Linked DNA regions of Mus musculus: region 2 is linked to region 1. A link is a contact called in public Micro-C data. All regions are on one chromosome and are shown on one strand. The core of a region is the stretch at or near the end of the contact, and the rest is flanking DNA. Distances in the headings are between cores, read along the strand shown. Region 1 overlaps Ephx1 (epoxide hydrolase 1, microsomal). Region 2 overlaps Nvl (nuclear VCP-like).

Evidence for each region. Hi-C and Micro-C count contacts between places; a contact is called where the count stands out from the background.
Region 2: a Micro-C map of the HL-1 cell line shows a contact between it and region 1, with 2.2 times the contacts expected there. The contact joins two enhancer-like sites. A contact is called at or near these places in 3 of 15 datasets of contacts at CTCF or cohesin (the NIH/3T3 cell line, large pre-B cells and pro-B cells), 13 of 484 Hi-C or Micro-C datasets (the C2C12 cell line, the HL-1 cell line, bone marrow-derived macrophages and 10 more), 4 of 115 datasets of contacts at active chromatin or transcription factors (embryonic stem cells, pancreatic cancer cells and stem cell-derived neural progenitor cells) and 3 of 9 other capture datasets (adipose tissue, liver and pancreatic islet).

The regions. Positions count from the first base shown.
Region 1 is chr1:180,988,565-180,994,639 of GRCm38.p6, forward strand. Ephx1 (epoxide hydrolase 1, microsomal) reads right to left here. Exons shown (of 9, transcript NM_010145.3): 5 at 6,064-6,075; 6 at 5,315-5,523; 7 at 3,369-3,477; 8 at 1,829-1,954; 9 at 992-1,416. The coding sequence ends at 1,215. Among named protein-coding and RNA genes, the nearest start is that of Ephx1, 26 kb to the right of the region's middle. Within about 2 kb of position 2,982, at least 6 of the 459 cell types and tissues checked have an H3K27ac peak or open chromatin away from gene starts, as enhancers often do. A contact at or near this core is called in the HL-1 cell line, where this site is marked.
Region 2 is chr1:181,122,499-181,128,926 of GRCm38.p6, forward strand. Nvl (nuclear VCP-like) reads right to left here. Exons shown (of 23, transcript NM_026171.2): 10 at 4,440-4,541; 11 at 1,369-1,486. Among named protein-coding and RNA genes, the nearest start is that of Nvl, 18 kb to the right of the region's middle. Within about 2 kb of position 2,888, at least 20 of the 459 cell types and tissues checked have an H3K27ac peak or open chromatin away from gene starts, as enhancers often do. A contact at or near this core is called in the HL-1 cell line, where this site is marked.

The DNA of each region.
Region 1 (6,075 bases), core at 1,732-4,231:
TGCAGTAGTCAGCTCTGAGATGGAGTCCAGCTGGGTTCCAGAACCTCTGTGCAGCCCCACTTAGGGACGCCCCGCAGGGAGGTGTAGGGACCAGGTACCTACCATTGCCAATTGTAGCATGTTCCTAGCAGCTGCACACATATCTCCACATATGTTGTTCTGTGTTTTTGTATCATGTTACCTGGAACTCTGGCTGGATCAGAGTGGAGGTTTGAGGTCACCAGAGTAAAGAGAGATAAAGAACACAATAAATAAAGCACCCACTGGGCCCAGCTGGTAAGACCCCATCTCTCTGCCCTCCTAGGGATTCTAGCAGGCTCCTCAAGTGTCTGTTCTTTCTAAGGTGGAAGGCTCAGTGCCATGAGAGTTCTAGAGGGATGTGAAGACAGAGTGGAAGTGGGGGCAGGCAGGTTGGGGGTTGGAGGGTTCTTAGTCCTGAAGCCACCAACTGCAAAAAGTCAGGGACCACTTAGTGTTTTCCCAGTGTGATACTGGAGATAGGCAGTCACATTTGGCTAAGAGCATCCTCCAAGCTGCCCCTGGGAATGCCTGAGACATAGGATCACGACAGGGAGAGGCCCTGCTCTAGTGGAACAGAGCCAAACACGGAGGAATCCTTCCTTCTACCTCAGCCGAGCACCATGGGACCAAACAACTTTACAGACCACTCTGGGCTCATTTGGAGACATTACTGGGCCCGGGATACTTAGGCCTTCTCAATGACAACTGCCAGCTATATATTCTCTGTTCCCAGAGCCCTGTGTACTGTGAGTGGCTCAAGAGCTGCCAGGGGTCTCCTGAGGCGGCCTAGGCAGCATGGCCTTGACTGCTGGTGGCACCTAGGTGTCCCTCTGTCCTAGTCAGCAGGGCCAAGGTCAGAGGGCCCAGCAGGACTCTCCAAGACAGGGGATGGAGAGGACACAGCAACTCTCTTGGAATGGGAGATCCACGTGGGTATCTAAGAAACACAAGGTATCTGGCCCACACACTCTTAGAAATAAACCCATTTATCATTAAAGCCATGTAGCTTAACACAGCTATGCAGTGGGGCGAAGCATATGGGGGTGGTAAGAGAGGACTCTGTGGGGTTGAAGTCTGGGTCCCCCAGTGTGGTCAGGGAACAAACTTATTCCTCTGGAAGGGCACATCTTCCATAAGTATGACTGGGAAGGAACCAGGGCTGCTGCTAAAGCCATGGTTGGTGTGTAGCGTCATCACTGCAGCTCAGCCAGGGACACGAACTTGCGGATGTCCTGGGCCAGAAGCTTGGGCTCTTCGAAGGCAGCAAAGTGGCCCCCACGTTCCATGTAGGAATAGGAGATGAGTTTGGGGTACTTGACCTTCACCCACTTTTCTGGGGCATGCAGGATCTCAGAAGGGAAGGCTGAATAGCCAGTGGGCACAAAGACCTTCATCCTGTGGGGAAGAGAGATGAGGTGAGGGGCTGTGTTCTCCTGTTCCCAGAGAGGACTCCCAGGGCCTGGGGAGGACTTGGCTAGGTCAGATGGAGCCATAATGGCAAGGGCTTCCACTACCCTCTCATTATAGACCGCCATTTTCATTCATTAGGGACCTTGTCTGCCAGGGAGGGTCACCCAAGCAGGAAATGGGCAACCTCTGATGCCCACCTTACTGGACCATCTCTTTGCTCTCACCTGAGGGTCTCTACATAGGCCTGTGAATCCCAAAGTACCTGACAATTATGAAGAAGTGGATACTCAGGATGTCTGGTATCTTTCTCACCTGTCCATCAAGCCTTCTCTGAGTTAAAGGACAGATGGTAACCATCCCCTAGCCCCAGCCCTGCCTCCTGCTCAGCCAGGCTTACCCCTCATGTCTATGGACCATGACACCCTGGCCCAAGTTTTCCTTGTAGAAGCGCTGGGAGGAGACAATGGTTCCTGTCGTCCAGTAGATCATGATGTTAGTCAGCAGATCTTCCAGGGAGAACTTCCTGGGAAAACACACAGGATGCCCAGGCTCAGTGAAAGCTATGGCTGTCAAGAATAAAGGGCTGCCCTCTTCAGGGTCACCACAACAGACAATGCCTACCTCTCACATGCTGGGAGCCCAGGGCAGGACTAATGACTTAAACCTGCCACTCAGGGGTGTGGCCTTCCACAGGGAACAACTCCAGCCTTCCCTGGTAGCTGTCTGTGCTGTAGAAGAGCCTCTGTGTTTAGCTTTAGATTGCCCACTGCAGAGGGCTCTCATCCCCTCCATGACACTCGCTGACATCAGTGTTTCAGGCCTACAGTCTTCTGAGTCTTAACTGTGACTAGCTGTAGCTCCACGTGGCCTCTTAACCCTGGTGACCCAATCAATCCCGGCTGCTGACTCCTCCAAAAGTTTCAACATTGCATGTGTTCTGATGGCCATGAGTCTACCACAGCCCAAGCTTCCTTGCCATGAGAACATCTTAGTCTAGAAGACACCAGTGTCCACTGTGTCTGGGGCTAGAGTTTCAAGGTTTTTCTGCCCCACAGGAATTGTGATCTGCAGGTAAGTTACCTCCATCTGCCTTCTTGGCCATGTTAGCGCCTCTTCCCTGTGGTAACTGCACTATCTGGTCTCATGTTACCCCTTTCTACCAGCTGCCTTCCCCAACCCAACTTCCACTCCTATTCTCTCTCAGTCCTGCACCCTGTAACTGTGTATATTGCTTGGGTCTGTAGGAGTGAGGCACTTATAGGGCTCTGTCCTCTTAGTCTGTCTGTCCCTCTGTCCTTTCCTGTCTCTTCTCTGTAGTCAATAAGACTTCCTAGCATCCTTAGATGCTGCTACTCACATGTTCTGTGATATCTACCAAGGATCAAGCAGACCACATGGAACTCTCTCTTCAGTACCATATTTTATCCAAGCGCTACCTTTGTGGACCCAGGCTCCGAGTGGACACCCCACTGGGATGTCTTGCAGTCTCTGCCCCTCAGTGTGACAGTGCCAAAAAGGAGCTTGGCATCAGGCCAAGCTCCTGTGACAGAGCACTGTGTCAGAGGACACAGCAGTTACCCTCACACCCATGCAATCTCACAGCTCTGTCCCCTCCCATCGCTCTCCACAGAGCTCATGGATGTATAGGGCCCAAGTGACAGGCTTCAGCTATTCTTCCACAAGGGTATTTGCTGCTGTGGGGACTTCCTGGCACGCATATTTTGTCTGACCCCCAACTATGGTGCTTCACAAGTCACAGGCCCTTTCTTGTGTCTACCTCCCCATTCCTAATGAGGGCATAGAGTAGGAGGTGCACAAGCCAAACAGAGAAGAAGCTTGCTGGCTTCCCTATGGGGTGTCTGGAGACAGGGGTAGAATGTCAGGCCGAGAGAGGCAGAGCCTGGGGATGAGTTCTGACAGAAAAGGTGGGGCCTCACCTCTCCAGGCCTCCATCCTCCAGTTCACGGTATTCTGACTTGGTCCAGGTGGAGAACTTCTCTAAGATGTAGGCAGCCAGGCCCACAGGAGAGTCATTCAGAGCACAGCCTGGATGGGAGGAGCAAGGGAGGGGTTCAAGCCTGGCCCCAGAGAGTATGTGACTCCAGGAGAGAGGTATGTGGGTGCCACAGAGGGGTGGCAGGTCTAGCTGTGCACCCTGGCCTGAGTAGCCTCATATAGCAAGAGGAGATCAATATTCTCTACAATCTCATGAGATTCACAGAAGATATGGGCTGTATCTTGGTATAAAATTGATAGTTAATTACAAATAAATCTTAATATACCCACTAGTTAAAATACAATTCCAGTCATTGAACCAGCAGGGGGCAGTATATGCATAGCATTCCTGAGGCCCTAGGTACCATGACCAGCTTTAAACATCATGGCAGAGATAGCAGTACAGACACTCACAAGGGTCACGGTGAGCCAAAGGAGCAAGAACACGGAGTCCTCGCTGTGTGACTTCAGTCCCTGAGGATAAGTAGAGGCAACAGTGCTCTAGGACCCCTAGTTAGGGGAGCAAGGGGGACTGACCAAAGAGGCCATTGACTGAGTCTGGGACATGTGGACCTGCGTTTACAACATGCATAAGGGACAATGCTGGTGAGCTCTTCTGGGGAGTGTGGCTGGAAGGAGAGCCAGAGACTGACTTCTTTCTGCTGTATTTTGGATTTTTTACATTCCCAGTCATAGCACGAACATCTGCATCGCAACGGGAAAGACAGCCTGACTTTATAAAGTGCTATTGTGATCAGGAGGTGTCCTTGCTGTGGGCGTGGAGCTACCATGGGCGTTGTGGGAGGCTCCACAGTGGGCAAACTGACTCCCAGGTGTCCTCTGAGTGGACTCAGGGGACATCCAGAGGACACCTGACAGTCCTTGCATCTTCTAGGGCATCAATTGTCAAACTGTGGGTTGTGATCCCTTTAGGGTCCCATGACCCTTTCACAGGGGTTGCATATCTGATATCCTGCATATCAGATATTTACATGACGATTCATAGCAGTAACAAAATTATAGCTATGAAATAACAAGAGAAATAACTTTACGGTTGGGAGTCACAACATGAGGAACTGTTTGAAAGGATTGAAGCATTAGGAAGGCTGAGAACCACTGTACTAGGGTGGTCCCACCTAGCTCTGCCTTTTAGCTTCTTCACAGCTCTGTCAAAGATAGAAAACCAGGAGAGTTCAAATGATTCTGGCCTATCAAGAAGAAACACATTTTTTTCAGTGCTATTTTTCCTTCTGGACTGGGGGTTGGACCTAGGGACTTAACAGGTTTGAAGTAAGGATTCTTCCACTCAGCTGCCTCCCAACACGTTTGTCTATTCTGAAATAGGGTCTAAGGCACATGGGCAGGCCTTGACTTTCTTGATCCTCTTGCTGCAGCCTCCAGAGCAGCTGGGTTACAGACCTTGCTGAGGCACCAGGCCTCCGTGTATCATCAGGCTTGGTTACTCTGGGTGGTAATGAGCCTTGTATAAACTACAAAATGATTTGTATTCTCCATACCTTTGAACAAACTATTGTTTGAGCATTTATAATTTTCTTTATAAACTACAATTTTTAGTTTCTTTTCTTTTTTCTTTACAACCACCCCTCTCTAGTAAAGTGTCTTGCTATGTAGCCCAGGATGGCTTGAAACTCGCTGTGTAGACTAGGCTAGCCTAAAACTTGTGGGGTTCCCATAGCCTCTGTCTCTCATATGTGGAACTCTAGCTGTGGTAAATGACAGATCACTTGTCACACAGTGTGATGCCTTGGTTCAGTTCTCAGTAGAGAAAACAGAGATTTCTGCTTCCTTGTCAGGGGTTTCTTGCTGTAAGCTGTGCGCTCAGGGGCAGTGAGATTCCCTCTGGGCTCCACTGCCCCGGTGTGCTTACCCACAGTGTCCGGCTTGGTGGCCTGGATGTGTAAGTAGCCACTCTCCCTCATGATGTTGTAGAAAACCTTTTCCTTGAATGGGTACAAGAGCTCCAGATCCTTCTCTGTGTAGCCAAGAAATCTCCCAAAACGTTGGCCCAGGAGAGGGGTCAGGGAATAAATGTTTCTTGAAATGAAAGACATATTCAAGTGCAAACCTTTCACGTGGCTGTAGGCAGAGGAACAGGCACAGGTGAGCTCAGCTGCTGGGAAGGACAGGAGAGGAGAGGGAGAAGGAGGGAGAGGAGAGGAGAGGAGAGGAGAGGAGAGGAGAGGAGAGGAGAGGAGAGGAGAGGAGAGGAGAGGAGAGGAGAGGCAGCAGGACAGAAGAACACAAGCCGGCCCCCTTTAGCCCCTTCCCTCTGGGGCATCCACTGGGTTGAACCTGTGGCTGGGGAAGAAGAAAGTGTTCTAGAGTGTTCTTGCCAGGGCTGCTCTAGACCTTGTCCCACATGATTTATTAGAGTCTCTTTCCTCTGCTTAGACAGCTGCCACAGCTATCCCAAGGGTCAACACGGCCTTTTCCACCCAATGGGGGAAGATCTGTTTCCTCTGTCTCAGGTCCGCAAGCCTCTGGGCCTGGGAGACCTGGCCAAGGAAGTCCCAAGTCTCAGAGACTGCTGAAGAGGGCTTGGGGTGAACAGTCCCGCGTCCTGTGTGGATTCCACCCACCCACAGAGCCTGGTGAGGCTGCGCCATGCAAACTCACTTGGGCACCATC
Region 2 (6,428 bases), core at 1,638-4,137, 130 kb after region 1:
TATGGGTGGAGAGAGAGAGAGGAAGAGAGAGTGTTATGTAATATTTTAAATTAACTTTCCTCTTTTCATTTTGTCTTGAGACAGGTTCTCACTCTGTAGACCAGGCTAGGCCTAAAATTCACTATGTAACTCAGTCTAGCTACAATTCATGTCACTTATCCTGGTCCAGCCTATGTGTTTGGATAATACATTACAGGAATATGACAATACAACATGTGCTATTTCTGGTTTTTGTTTTTGTTTTTGCAGCATTATTTTGACTGGCCTATAACTCACTATATAGCTCAGGTTAACTTCAAACTCTATAGGGAAAACACTGGTAGAAATGTTTCCATATAATGGAAATGCTCAATGTTAAATCTGCATAGTAAATTTAAAGAATATTATTAGCAGTGAAAAAGAGGTAAACCCAGAAGTTAGGAGCTCATATAATTAGTACAGAGGACCCTTCTTTGGTTTTAAATTCCCAGGCCTAAAGGCTCAAAATGACCTGTAACCATGAGGGCTCTTAAAGGCCTCCGCAGGTCCTGCATTCACATACCCCACCCCCGCACCCCACACATACATACTTAAAATAATTTTTTTGTGGAAGGGAGATAGAGGCAGGAATTCACTTTTTTGTAGCTCTGGCTGGCCTGGAGCTCACTATGTAGATGAGGCTAGACTTGAACTCATAGAGATCTGCCTACTCCTGCCTCCTGAGTGCTGGGATTAAAGGCATCAATCACATCAGGTTGCGAGTAAAAATATTTTCTTAAAAGGCAAATATGGATGCATTAAAATTTCAACATCTCTTACACAAATGTATCCTTAAAGGCCAACAGTAGGTACTATGCAACCCTGAAAAACATACACAGCAAAAGCAAACCAATATATGAGTATACACATATTTAATTACTATAGAGTTGGGACACAGCTCAGGCAGAAAAGTGTTTGATATATATGTGTGAGGTCCTGAGTTCAATCCCCAGAACCCACATTAAAAAAAAAAAAATGCATTCAGCGTAGCAAACTTGTTACCCCAATGCTGGGGAAGTGGAGAGAGGCAGACCCCTGAGGCTCACTGGTCAGCTAATCTAGCCTATTCAGTAAGTAAGCACCAAGCCAATTCAATTAAGGGTGGCTCCTAAAGAATGTTACCTGAGATTGACCTCTGACCTCCCTCCCCACATAAACAAGTATACTCACACACGGGTACACCCACAGACCCACCCCCCACCACGGTATAATACAATTTGAATTGAATGGAAAATGTTTTACAGAAAAAGGTCCAGTTTCATGAGATTCACTCTGTAAGTGATCAGATATACATGCATGACTTGCATTATTTTAAGAAATATATTATCTTAAAACGAATTCACTATTTACCATCCATGCAGGTTAGAAGCTGGGCTACAATTCTTCGTTCCATATCTTTTGAAGCAACTTCTCTTTTGGGGGTAATTGCATCAATTTCATCAATGAAAACAATACATGGTGCATTTGACTAGAAATAAAAATAACAACAATATATATAAATAAATTCCCTATATTGGCAAATAACATTTATTTATTCTTTTGATTTTTAAAACTAGAAGGTTGCTGGGCGTGGTGGCGCACGCCTTTAATCCCAGCACTTGGGAGGCAGAGGCAGGCAGATTTCTGAGTTCGAGGCCAGTCTGGTCTACAAAGTGAGTTCCAGGACAGCCAGGGCTACACAGAGAAACCCTGTCTCGAAAAAACAAAAAAACAAAACAAAACAAAAAAAACAAAAAAAAAACCCTAGAAGGTTTAGTCCCCAAAAGACTAACCATGAACAAGGCATTCACAAGAATGCTTCTGATTGTTATCAGAGAACCAGATGCTTAAATAGAAGGATTGTGGTTTATGACATAATCTTCTGAAATTGTTCTGTAACTAGGCATATTTGTATGTTACAGAATATAAGCAGTAAATTTAATAGTTCTCAACTAAGCATAGTAGCACATGCTAAGAATTCTGGCACTTGGAAAGATCAAGACAAGACTTCAAGGATTTCCTAAGCAACATTTCTCTAACAAACAGCAACAAAGAGACATGTGCACGCACGCACACACACACACACGCACACACACGCACACACACACACACACACACACGCGCAAAAAGGATTAAGTGAAAAACAAAAACCTAGGCTTACAATCTCAATCTTTTTTAGTTACTCCACAGTCGAAACAGTGACATTTATTGTGCTAAAAGTCACACTGTCACTTTGAAATGACAGCAAGGAACATATACTTGGCCCATCACTAATGGCTCTCTTCACCTATTTTCCTCATGACAATGCTTGCAAAAAGCACTCATGATTGCTAGGTCAGTAAGTAACAAAGTTCAGAGCAAAGGTCTCAGAAAATAAACCCATTATTTTTTGTCAGTAACCTGGAAAACTCAGTGAAAAAGAGTAAGTGATGATCATGAGAACTTAGCCTAAGGGAAGGGGAACTTTAGAAAACACTACCCAGCCTGACAAGGTTCCACCATCCACTTGGATTAGGGGGTGAGTGTCAGAAATGAAGGTGTAAAACCACATGCTCACTCCACATCTGCATCAGGCACTGTATTTGCTCAGTCCTGCTTTACAGGGAGCTGTGACACGAACTCATGTCCTAAATATGCCACTTAACTTTGCATTCATGTTTGCCATTGTGTTTACCATATATACAAAAGTTTCCAAGTGTTACAGCTCTTTTTCAGTCGGGATCCCTCTACCCCTCCTCGCCGCTGTCCGAGTGACAAAGCTCCCCATGCCCAAGCCCCCACACACGCACCCAGGCTCGTATATCTGAATGCTTGGCCCCAGTTGGTGGAAGTGTTAGAGGATTAGGAAGTGTGGCCTTATTAGAGGAAGTGTGAAGAGCCTGAGAGGTTCTCAGTTGGTTTTCTCTACCTCATGCTTGTAGATTAGATGCATGCTCTCAGCTCCTGCTCCAGAGCCTGCCTGCCCGCTGCATGATGGGCATCAGCTCTGAAGGTTCAAGCCCCAAATAAACTTTCTGTAAGTTGCCTTGGTCATGGAGGCTTCTCAGAGCAACAGAAGAGTAAACTAAGACATGGTAACTATCTGCACCACTTATATCCGTTCTCTCAACCATCCTGGTACCGTTCGTGCCTCTCACTGTCAGTCTATATAACGAACCTGTCAGCTAACCTCTACTTCTCCCCATCTTAAAACTATTCTTCTTGCTGGGCACAGTGGCACAGCACAGCAAGGCAGAGGCGGACTCGTAAGTTTCAGGCCAGCCTGATCCACATAGTCTGTTCTAGACTACAAGGGCTAAACAGCGCAACTTTCTTTCAAAAATTAATCAACCACTCTTATAATTTATACTTATTATAAGTACCTAGTTACTTAGTAATATTGCTGCAAATACATTTCTCTCCTAATTTCACATCAGCTTCAGGTAGTTACAATGGTTATGTTTATGAGCAATTGTGTGCTTTAGATGCAAATAAAGACCTAACATTAAACCCAGTGTGGTGGCACACAACTGTAATTCCAGCACTTGGATAGAAATAGGAGGGTCCGCAGTTCAAAGTCATCCTCAGCCACACAGGAAGCTTGAGTCCAGACTGAGTGATGTAAACCCTGCCAGTTTTTAGTTTTAGTCACAGCGGTGACTCATGTCTGCTCAAGTGCAAATGTCATGACTACAGGACTCTTGCTACAATGTTAAAGGTTTTAATTCTTTCAGTTGGGCATGGTGGTGTACATCGATAATCACAGCACTTGGGGGGCTGAGGTTGAAAGGTTGGTTGTCAGGAATGTATTTAAGGCAGGCTAGATAACATGGCAACAACACACAACCTGGAAAAATGAGTGAATCTTCTGATTGTGAAAACTGGGTATTTTACCATTCCCATCGCATTGTGTGAGAGCACTGAACTGGTCCTTAGCGTTCGTTCCCAGTGAGAAGGCAGACATTTAACCACTGTAGTATATGCTCAAGATGGACTTTAACTGGATCCCAATATCCACTTCTAAACTGTATAATCTCTGTTATGAGAATCTTCTTTTCACCCCTCTAATCATATAAACAGCATTGATCCTGAGTCTTACGGTGATTGCATAACCCTAAGTATTATAATTATGATAATTCTTATGGTGTTTGCAAGTTGTTCAGTCAGACATAAGCTGGAAAGACAAAGTAAATGAAGTGACTTCAGGACAGTATGTTCTGAACTTTAACTCTGGGTATGGCAGCCCAAAGCTTGTCAGTATAAGCTTGTCACCTATATACTTGGTTTCATATGAAACATGACATAGCCAAGAGTCTATACCATTAAATTCACTTTAAATTTTGACCACTGAACGTTCGTACAAAAGGAAGGTCAGCAGGTGGGAAAGAATTCTAGCACAGAAAGGCAGACTCTACTGAAAGGGTGCAGCAGGCGATAAGCTCACGTAAGCACAGCTGACTCACCACAGCCTGGTCAAATAACTCACGGAGCTTCTGCTCAGACTCTCCAGAAACTCCGGACACAATCTCTGGAGCAGCCACTTTCAGAATCGGCAAGTCAAGTTCCTGTGCACATATCCAGAAAAGAAAGACCAAAGGTTAAATAAAACTTAACTTCCCCACAAACGTATTATGCAATCTTTCGTACCAAAATTGGGGAGGTTTTTTTAAGTTTTTAAAATATATTTATTGTTTATTGTGCATCCATTCATGTATGTGTGCAGGCATGCTTGTGCCACTGTGTACACATAGAGGTCAGAGGACAACCTGTCAACGTTGGTTTTCTCTTTCCACCTTGTTTGTTTCCTGTTTCAACAGAGGATCACCAAGCACGGTGGAAAGCCCCTTTAACCACTGACACATCTTTCTGGCCTCTACAATTTCCTAAGAAATTCCATCTCTATATGTGAGCCTAAAGACAAATACTACTTAAAAGTATGGAGAGATGGCTCAGCAGTAAAGAGCACCTACATGGCAGCTTACAATGGTCTGTAACTCCAGCTCCAGGGGATCCCATGCCCTCTTCTGACTTCCATGGACACCAGACATGCACACGGTACATAGACATACATGCAGGCAAAATACTCACAAACACAATACAATAAATAATCTCTTAAAAAAAAGAAAAGAAAATCAGCTGAGTGGTAATGGTGCACAACTTTGATCCCCACTCCCCACTCTGGAGGCAGAGCAGCTGGATCTTTGAGTTCGAGGCTAACATGGTCTAAAGAATGAGTTGAAGGACAGCCAGGGCTACAGAGAAAAATTCTGTCTTAAACAAACAAACAAACAAAACAAACATACCTATGGATTCACTCACCAAATGTAGTGGCTTACACCTATAATATCAGCACTTGTGAGACTAAAGTTTTGAGTTCAAGGTTGGCAGGCAAACAGTGTAAGGCCCTGTCTTTAAAGGAAATCTTGGGATTTACTCAAACAGAGAAATGCAAATGTTGCATTTATGGCCTACTATGCAGTGGCCATAAGACAGACAGATAGATTTATTTGTTTGTTTGTTTGTTTATATTTTTTGTTTTATATATAAGTACTCTGTAGCTGTCTTCAGACATACCAGAAGAGGGCATCAGAGTTCATTACAGATAGATGTGAGCCACCATGTGGTTGCTGGGATTTGAACTCAGGTCCTTCAGAAAAGCAGTTAGTGCTCTTAATAGCTGAGCCATCTCTCCAGCCTGACTGTTGTTTTGTTTGTTTTTGTTTTTCGAGACAGGGTTTCTCTGTGTAGCCCTGACTGTCCTGGAACTCACTCTGTAGACCAGGTTGGCCTTGAACTCAGAAATCCGCCTTCCTCTGCCTCCCAAGTGCTGGGATTAAAGGAGTGAACCACCGCTGCCCAGCAACAAATTTATTTTTAAAAAGACAAATCAAGTTGCTTTTAACAAGTGAGTTTGTTCTATTAATGACTAGAATAATATGCTACTCTGCTAGAAAGTTCCTTGGACTTATACTTTATCATGAAATAAGTTTCCAAAAAATTTGATAGGACAGAACTGCTAACTCTTTATTTTGCAAAATAAGTGTCTTTTTGTGTTTGTGAGTGCAGAGGTGGATGTGGTTGATATAAGAAGAAATATACAGTTTAAAGCCAAAGATAGCTTTAAACTTACAATTGTGCCTTAGTCCAAACAACACTGGACTAATACAAACCTAACTGATCTTTTAAAAACTATTTTAGAAGGGCATTTTAACAGTGGAAATTTTAAATAAATTTAGTTCCAAGAGAAAACCATTATTTTGCATATTTTGCTGATTTTAAGAATGACTAGGATAAAAGAGAAGCAGCTCCAATGCAAACTAAATGTTTAGCTTTACAATTACGCTATTTTTGCTTCCTACCCAAGTTTTGTCACAGACACAATACTTGCATCCATTAAAAAGCAGCCCCAGCAGCGTAAGCAGCAGCATGAAAAGGTAAATGAACCAAGCTGA